3 separate regions of the Zea mays genome follow, and all the other regions are linked to region 1. The links are chromatin contacts, called in public Hi-C maps. All regions are on one chromosome and are shown on one strand. The core of a region is the stretch at or near the end of the contact, and the rest is flanking DNA. Distances in the headings are between cores, read along the strand shown.

What was found. A called contact is a pair of places that touch in the nucleus more often than the background predicts.
Region 2: a contact with region 1 is called in a Hi-C map of ear, with 2.2 times the contacts expected there. The contact joins the promoter of LOC100286302 here to the promoter of LOC100382198 in region 1. A contact is called at or near these places in 2 of 25 Hi-C or Micro-C datasets (ear and tassel).
Region 3: a Hi-C map of tassel shows a contact between it and region 1, with 3 times the contacts expected there. The contact joins the promoter of LOC100276287 here to the promoter of LOC100382198 in region 1. A contact is called at or near these places in 2 of 25 Hi-C or Micro-C datasets (ear and tassel).

What each region holds. Positions count from the first base shown.
Region 1 is chr6:96,065,636-96,068,634 of Zm-B73-REFERENCE-NAM-5.0, reverse strand. LOC100382198 reads right to left here and starts at 1,732. Exons shown (of 19, transcript NM_001361632.1): 1 at 1,496-1,732.
Region 2 is chr6:96,591,729-96,594,779 of Zm-B73-REFERENCE-NAM-5.0, reverse strand. It overlaps LOC100286302 (NEDD8-conjugating enzyme Ubc12-like), which reads left to right and starts at 1,538. Exons shown (of 8, transcript NM_001159189.1): 1 at 1,538-1,624; 2 at 1,896-1,954.
Region 3 is chr6:96,698,876-96,701,844 of Zm-B73-REFERENCE-NAM-5.0, reverse strand. LOC100276287 reads right to left here and starts at 1,538. Exons shown (of 11, transcript NM_001150112.2): 1 at 1,228-1,538; 2 at 1-308. The coding sequence starts at 210.

The sequences.
Region 1 (2,999 bases), core at 483-2,982:
TCATTCTCAGGACAGTTAAGACAAGTATTTGACATGAAAATCAAATATATATATATATATATATATATATATATATATATATATATATATATATATAACAGGTTACATTTATGCTAAATCAACTAAGGATGAAGTAAATAAACAGGACTCCCTCATATTAGTCCGGCTCGCTGTCAGACAATTATTCAGAGATAAATAGATAATGACTTGACATGATAATCAGATTAACATGACAGCTACCATTTATGTGAGATAAACTGAGGACGGAGTGCAGAAGAGAACTACAAAACCATAACTGAAAAGAATTCGAGCCTCCCACGCTGCATATTAAGTGGCTTGCCAATGAGATTATAACAGGTTACATTTATGCTAAATCAACTAAGTATGAAGTAAATAAACAAACAGCAAAAGAAAGGACTCACTCATATTAGTCTGGCTCGTTGTCAGACAATTATTCAGAGATAAATAGATAATGACTTGACAATTGACATGATAATCAGATTAACATGACAGCTACCATTTATGTGAGATAAACTGAGGATGGAGTGCAAAAGAGAACTACAAAACCATAACTGAAAAGGGTTCGAGCCTCCCACGTCGTGTATTAAGTGGCATGCCAATGAGATGAGCAAGTAGCTAGTTTACCAGACAACACACCCAGAAATGCAACAGTTGCATCTGAAAAATGTGAGCATTACACATGGACAAATCGCAGCTTCAAAACCTTGACCTTGTCCTCACTCCCCGCAGGGTCTCCCACGTGTTGCAACTTTTCCCATCATAATTCAGGAAACCGTCACAACAGCTCGCAAAATCCCTGGCCTGTAAAATTTGACGTGCGGGGACCACTGAAGCTCGCTCAAGGACAGGACACAAGAAAACACCACGGGAACGACGTCTGCATCATCAAGCACGCCGCTTCCACAATCAACACCACAAGAGTCAAGAACAGTACAGAAGCACGCCCCCCGAATTCCAAGCCGCTGAACAACACATGAACAGCATGATTCGAGCAATCCTACTTGTTAAGCTGAGGAACAGTACAAGGCCCGGAAGCCGGAAGGTGCCAGTTGGAGGGGCGAACCATGATCTTTCGCATGATTCCAACACCAAGGGGACGCTGTTTCAACTGCTTTACTTGATCATCAAAGGCCCCATGCACGCACAATCAATCTCCACTAGTGCGGTCTAGTGCGCAAGAAACAGAAGGAAATTTATACAATACCGCATAAAGACGCGTTAGCCTGATCGAACGAGTCATTTCCTCACCAACCCCAACCCCTTCGGTAGGCACCCGTACCCGTAATCCCAACGCAAAATCGAGGCAAGAACCAGATGTAACGCCCAAAGGGGAGCGGAGATTACACCGGAACCGGCCGTGCAACCGCTCAAAGTGGCAAACCCCACTCCGGCAATCGCAACACACGGCGGGGATTCAGACCCCGACCCCCAAGAAATCGCGGAGATGAAGGGGAAGAAGATAAAAGGCTGTTACCTCGAATCGCTGAGCACGCGCGAGGAAGAGGGGAATTCGGCGGTTTCCGCCGGGCGCCCTACGCCGCGCGCGTCCAAATTGAACCGGGCGACGGAATCGCGGAAGAGGGAAAAGGGAAACAAAAAGAAACGGAGAGGATCAGGTCTGTTTGTGAGGTGGTGCGAGAGTACATAAATTTCTCGTCGTCTTTACACGAGGAAGAGCTTTGCGCGAGCAGAGAAAGTGTATGAGAGGACAGGGAAGAGCTATACGCAGGAGGGAGTATTTATTCCGGGAGTCCGTGACGACGAGACTGGTTTGCATCCAGGCCGGCAGACCCCGACGGCTCGTCGCTATTGTGGATTCCGCTCCGCCACGACAAGTCGTTTTTTTGGAATCCCGTTCGTCTTCCGCCCGCCGGTCCCGTACTCCCGTCCCCTTGCATGCGGTTTCTTCCTCCTCACTCACCTTCCTGTGCGCTGCGGGAGCACGACAGCCGCAGCGATATCGAGCCTCACAGCATGCTTTTCAGGGAGAACGCGTTTGTCCGTCAATGGCCAACGGGGAAAAATTGTTCGCCGTGTGGTCTTTGACCCTTTTGTGGTGTGGATGAGATGGACGCTGACGATTGCAGGTTCTAGACGAATTCAGTGCAGAATGGTGTGCGCAACATAGACGACGACGACGGCGACGCTTTGGTTTTAACGAAACAGAGATCAGAGAAATGGATATAGGCTTTCTAATCAAAGGCTGTTTGCATAATTCGACTTATTTCAGTGTATAATGCCCAGCAGAAGTGTCAATATTGAATGGACGCTAGTGGTATTTAGGGCTACTTTGAAACCTCAAATCCGTTCGGGAAGGGAATTGATGTGTAAATAAAGTAATTTTCTCTCCAATCCTCTTTAATCCTGGAAGAGATTTAACATCAGAATTTGAGTTTCCAAACTAGCTCTTACGGGAAAAAATCTTAACTAAAAGACATATGGATTAAATGGACGGTAGTGTCATTTAGAAAAAAATAAAATTCGATGATAGATAACGAACCTCGATTTTAGGAGTGCCTTATAAGAAAACCATCTATATTTGGCATTACTTTGTTCTATTTTAGAGTAGTTTTACTCCAAATCTTTAGGATGGATCAACTATGTTGTAGAGTTTTAGTGATGTTTGAGTAGAAAATGGTTTCTAGCTACAGGAAGACGGTTTTTACAAGTGAAAATACATCCTCATCAGTGGTTGCCGATGGAGGGAGGAGGAGGCACGGTGTAATACCTAACTTGTGGATAATAAGAAAAAGATTTTGCTTGTATTACCCTAATCTCCTTATATTATTGCCCCTTACTCATGAGAACATAAAGATAATCATATTTTGGGTGAATAAATTAATAAAAAATACATAAATAATATATGCACCATGTTGAAGATTTTGCTTGTGCACTTAATTATAATAATGAGATAGTAATGTTGGAATTAGGGTTTGACCTAATTTGAACTCTAGAAATTTAAAGTGACATAGGAGAGA
Region 2 (3,051 bases), core at 289-2,788, 530 kb before region 1:
GAATCTAAGTTCTATGAATGACGCTCTGTTGACAAAATGGCTTTGGAATTTGAAAAATTCTAGTGGTTTATGGCAAAGTATAATTGTTGGAAAATATATTAAGGGAAAACCCCTTATCTCAGTTAAACAAAGACAGACTGACTTTCAGTTTTGGAAAAAACTCTTAAGTCTCAGGGAGATTTTCTTTAAGTATTGTAAGATGGTTGTTGGTAATGGTTGTCGAACTAGCTTCTGGAAAAATTTCTGGATTGGTGATGGGCCTCTTGCTGTGAAGTTTCCTATTCTGTTTGATCTGACTATAGATAAAGATATTACGATTAATAAAGTTCTGTCTTCGAATTTTGATGCTCTTTCTTTCAGAAGAAGAATGACGGGCAATCTTCAGGGGTTTTATGATGATTTAGTTGCTTTATGTTCTGATTATAATTTGTCAAATCAAGACGACAACTTATTTGGAACTTGGGCAATAAAGGGTTCACTGTCAATTCTTTATATAAGAAAAATTTGATGGATCAGGTCAAGGTGCCTTATAGATTTCTGTGGAAGTCAAAGTTACCACAGAAAATTAAAGTTTTCTTCTGGTTGGTGATAAGAAATAAAATTCTTACAAAAGACAACCTGAAAAAAAGAAATTGGAAGGGATCTGATGAATGCTGTTTTTGTGGTGGCATGAAATCGATTGATCATTTATTTTTTAAATGCTCTGTTGCCAGATTTGTTTGGAGAGTGGTTCAAATTGCTCTTAATTTGGATTACATTCCAAAAAATATTGAAGAAATCTGTGATAGCTGGATGAAAAATCCTAAAAACAAAATTTCAAACTTATTGATATTTGGCTGTGGTGCTATGTTTTGGGCTATTTGGAGAACCAGAAATGATTGATTTTTTGGTGAAAATTTTTTGATTGACCCTGCTAACATAATATTTCTTTGCTGCTTTTGGTTGGATTCTTGGGCCATTCGACAGAAAGAGAAGGAAAAAATGGTGGTCCAAGGAAGCCAACTCATCCAAAAGATAATAAGTGAAGCGATGAACAGGGCCTTCGGGTGGTGTCCGAGAGATCGTCGTATTACTGGCTGAAGTCTTCGGTTTGGCTCTTGCTGCTTCTTTTGGTGATTAGCGCAACCCAAGTACTTTTGGAAAAACCATATTAGTGGGTTTGTTAAAACTGGGAGTTGTTAGCTGGGTTGCTACTTTTGGCCTTTATCCATTGTAAATAAGCATGGCTTAAAAACTGTGGTGCTGTTTGGACGGTGGTTAGTGGAGTCTGATTTCTGCATTTTTTGATAGATTGTAGAAGTTAGTTCCACTAATTTATCTTTCTGGTGTTGAGTCTTTCTCTAGCGTGCTGGTTTATAATGAACGTGTTCCTATTTTCTAATAAAATAGGGGGCTATGCCCCTTCGTCAAAAAAAAAAACAAGTATGGCCACAAATATATTTTACTCAATAAAATATGTACTCGGAATCGGAAGAACCTACCTTACTTTTCCATCCGCGGAACGACGCACGCGGACGCCTCCTTGTTCCGGGTCCTACTCCCGCCGCCTTCGCCTAAAGAGGCCTCGCCCTCCCCCCTCCGGCGAAAACCGATTCCCTTCCCCGATTCCCTCCGGCGTTTCCTGGTGAGTTTACGCCAGCGCCGACTTCTCCGATCAGGTCCCATCGGTTTTGGGTGCGCGCACCTCGTTTGGCTTCGCGTCGTTCTTCGGTGCGCGCACGCGATTCGTGGATCCGGCGGTCGGATCCCGCGCCGTCCGCAGCGATGGCTGCTCCCCAACCCTTGCTTCTTTGCGCGCACCCCTTCCCCACGGCCTTTTAGTTTTTACATGGAGAGGGGCGACCCTCGCTAGCCGCAGGGTCCCTCTCCATCCTCACCGCTTTCTTCCTCTGCAGGTCCCTTAGTGCAAGCAAGGACACCGCTCCTCTAGCGAGCTCTGTTCTGAAGCGGCAAGGTAAACATGCCTCTCTTAGTCTGCTGGTGTAGTTCTGAAAATAAGTTGTCGGTTTGAACGATGCAAAACTACAACGATCCATATGTACTTCATTGACTAAGTTGGACATGATCAGTATTCCAGTTCTTAAGAAAATAAGGCGGAAGATAACTAAATTCACGATTCTCATAACCGTGTCGTGTGTTATTTTCTAGTAGACTTGATTTAACCATATTCATAGCCTGAGCTGGGTAGAACATGGTTAAGGTTAGTCATAGTTTTGACTTTTGAACATGTTTTTCCTTTCATCCATATACTAACTTGGTGTGTATCTGTCAATTTCTAATTCCAACACAGAGGAACAAACAGTTCCATACGAACTAGGTTAGGCTAGCATATTTTTAAGCAAATGCGAGGATGACAAGATGTTGAAACAAATCAACAACTGATGGTTTCATGAACTTCCCCTGCTCTAAGATTTCACTTTTTTCCGAATTTGTGGTCTTATTTACATTCATGTCTGAATGGTTGAATTGTGCCTCTGCAACCTTTTTCCATAAGGAGGGTGAATTTACTGTGAGTCTTTCTTAGCTGCAGTACTGATTTGGGATCTCTTGAATGTGTAGTAAATTCGCAGAGAGCAACTTAAAACTAGCATTACAAAGTACTAACGTTTAAGCAATCTCTGTCCACAAACACAAAAATCTGAAGGTACTACATTAACTGAGATTGCACATTAATGTTTCCTGAATAAGATTAGCTGCAGTAAATTCTGCAAACTACAGACCTCTTGTAAAATGCATTTTTTTAGTGAACTTAGAAGAGCACAACGTTACTCATCAGAAACCACGACCACTCACCTAGCAGAACTACATGACACAATTCACAAATTTGTATGGAAAAGAAGCTGGTCTTGGTTTGCAAATATTAATTTATCTAAGGCCTAAAACAAACTCGAATCCGATAGATCTAAAAGCTAAGCATTCAGTTAATTTTGCAAACCCATCAGTGATCAACCTACCTAGACACTTTATCATCCTGCATTTACTTAAAGATGCCGGCTTGCCTGTTTTGTATGTATCCATTTGTTCCACTGTGTTTGTGCGCGCGGTAGTGCT
Region 3 (2,969 bases), core at 289-2,788, 630 kb before region 1:
GATAGCACGAGCAGCGATCTCATCATCAGTGTATACCCTAGCAGGTTCTGGAGGAGGCCGAGAATTGCAGGCTTCTGATGGTACCAGATAACATGCTGTGTAATGCCGTGGAGTATAAAGGTAGGCTCCAATGGCTACTGCACAGACAAATGCAACCAACACGATGAACCAGAGAGGCCTTTTAGACGAAGGCCTACTGCGTGGTGCCATGATGTATCTGTACAAACAGGAAAGCAGGGCCTAGCAAGCTACAGCCATGAAATCATCCATAAGCACTCCTCTGATATAACTGATCAAAATCCAAAAACCTGGACAACACAGGGAAAAAGGAAATTTTAGTTTAACCTTCAGGCTTTCAGCCAAAAGTACCATTTTTTTGTGTCTTGACCAACAATCCATATTGTATAACAAAAAGACATGTATATATAGAAGATTAAACTATTTCGAAGACAAACAACAGTTCAGAAACTGCTTGATATTGCACTAGGTTGAATCCAAAGTTTAAAACTACATGTGCATACTAAAGGACAGAATATTAAAACATATACAAAGTAAAAATAAATATTGATGGAGGTGCTTACAAATAAAAAAAATGGGGAAAAACTATATATATACTTGTTACCCAAAAATGAAAAACAACTACACATTTTAATCAAACCAACGCTCTAGTTAACAAGTAGGAGATTCTACAAGTCGTTCTAGGTTACAAAATAAAGCAGGACAGTTGACTTTTTACCTGGAACTTGCCAGTTTCTACCCATAAATGAACTCAAGTTATTAGGGATAATACGAAATACAAGCTCTGTCTGCCTTATCTCTCTTTTTTTCCCTTATGCTCCCTGGTTCATGGCCTGTACCAATTTTAAGCTAAATTCTCTTCACTGTCTATTTCCACGTACTTGTCACATGTCCACGCAGCCGCTCATCAAATTTTCCACAGCACAGCACAAAACCCTCCCTAAACCTTGCCAGCTAATATCGCCAGATGGACTCCAAAATGGCATGGCCGCAACCTTGCTTGAGGCGCTGAAGACCCTAGGCAAGATTTTAGATGGATTCTCGACTCCATAACTAGGACACCACGCAGCTCAAGAGTCCACAGGTAACCGGGTTAGAAAAAAAAATCGAATTTTAACGCTCGCAGCGCAGACGGGACAGGAAGGTCGCCAAGGACAAGGCGAGCAGCGAACTCCAACCTCCAACTGAGGCAAAGCTCGAGTCGCTTACCCACGAGAGGAGAGGTCGATCCGAGTCAATCCGGATAGTCGGAGCTTCACTGACGACCCGCGCCGCACCGGTCGACCACCAGGAAGCCGGTAACAGGCAGTGCAGAAGGAGCGGAGAGGCGAGGTCGACGGCGATGAACCACCCGCAGCTCGCGGCGGCCACCGAGGTCGACGACAGGAAGCAAGAGGACGGAGGAGTTGGGGAGATCTAGACGGCGGAGGGGGGGCATCCAAGACTGAGGTGGAAAAGTTGGCTGGACAGCACAGGGGTCTTCTCAGACTGCAAACTCTGCTTCTGCTCGACTCACTCCAGGTCAGGCTGGGAGTTCGGCTTTACCGAATTTTCGGATAGGGCTTTTGAGGTTTTTTTATATTTCTGGTTTTCATCAGTCGAACTTGAACGTGAAGTTTTGGCTACCCACAATTTCGAGTTCAGGTTTGGATAACATTAAACTACCCGATATTAAACACCGAGACAAACAACACACACAAAATCATAGCACCAAGGCACAAACAGTGAAACTGAAAGTCTGAACCGAAACACACAGCAACACAGCAACCGAGTGTTCACTCTCCACTGTCCAATGTCCACACGTCCGACCGGCTCTCACAAGGCAACTAGCAGAATAGCAAAAAAACAAAACACTAAAATAATCAGCCATACACTACGCCGACTGCTAGAAGCCTAGGATGACGGTGACGACCATAGATTCTCAGGCGCCAACGAACTCGGATGGTGACCAAGAAAGGTAAGAAGATTCCATTTCTCCATTTCTTCTATTGGTCCCGAAGTACTGATTTCTTTTTTGATGGATGGATGAATAGATCATGGTTCATGTATGAGTGCTTGCCGATGTAGTGATATATGAAATCTGGATAGTTTATACTGACTGTTAGTACCTAGTTATCCCTTAATTGGGGATGGGAACCTATTGGGGACCCGAAACCCGAATGGGGATGAGTATGGGATGAGTTTTGCACCCATGATAGGTATGAGAATGAGTATGAGGATAAATCAAATATGATAAGGATGGGTCTGGGATACTATAACCCGGTGAAGAATTCCCCATTGATATCTCTAACACAGACACAATCCACGCTAGCTCCCAATCCATGGGGTCGGAATTACAGTCACACACAAGGTCCACACACACCAACACACGGCACAGTAGGCCTAGGCTAGCAGCAGCACACACACGACACATAAGCACATGCACAGTGCAGCAGCACCGGGTCTTACGGTTTACAAAACCGTTCCAGAGTTAAAAACTATCCCCCACTGGTAACGGTTTACCAACGGTAAACCGGTAAAAATCGATTGGTTTGACCAATTCAAATCAATTTGAATTTGAACCGGTTTATCGGTGAAAAACCGGTGAAAAATCGCTTTAAACCGCCGGTTAATCGCGAAACTAACTGGTTTTTGTTGTTTTTACGGAAAATGTGAATTTTTTAACAAGATTTATTTGTAGTTTGCTCAATTCACATTGCACACTAAATATTAATTAATCCACACGACATGTATTCACCAAAATAACATATAGCATACATATGCAACCACAAACTCCAACTCTCATGCAACAAACAATCAGCGAACTTCACAATACTCAAATATAAGTTCTTTTATAACTCTCAAACGAGGCAACGACACATAAGTCGAATTATTTCACAATACTCACATGTTTATCTCGAGTCATAGTGATAGTACTCAGGTATGTTGGAAGGATCGTGATATTGTTCCAA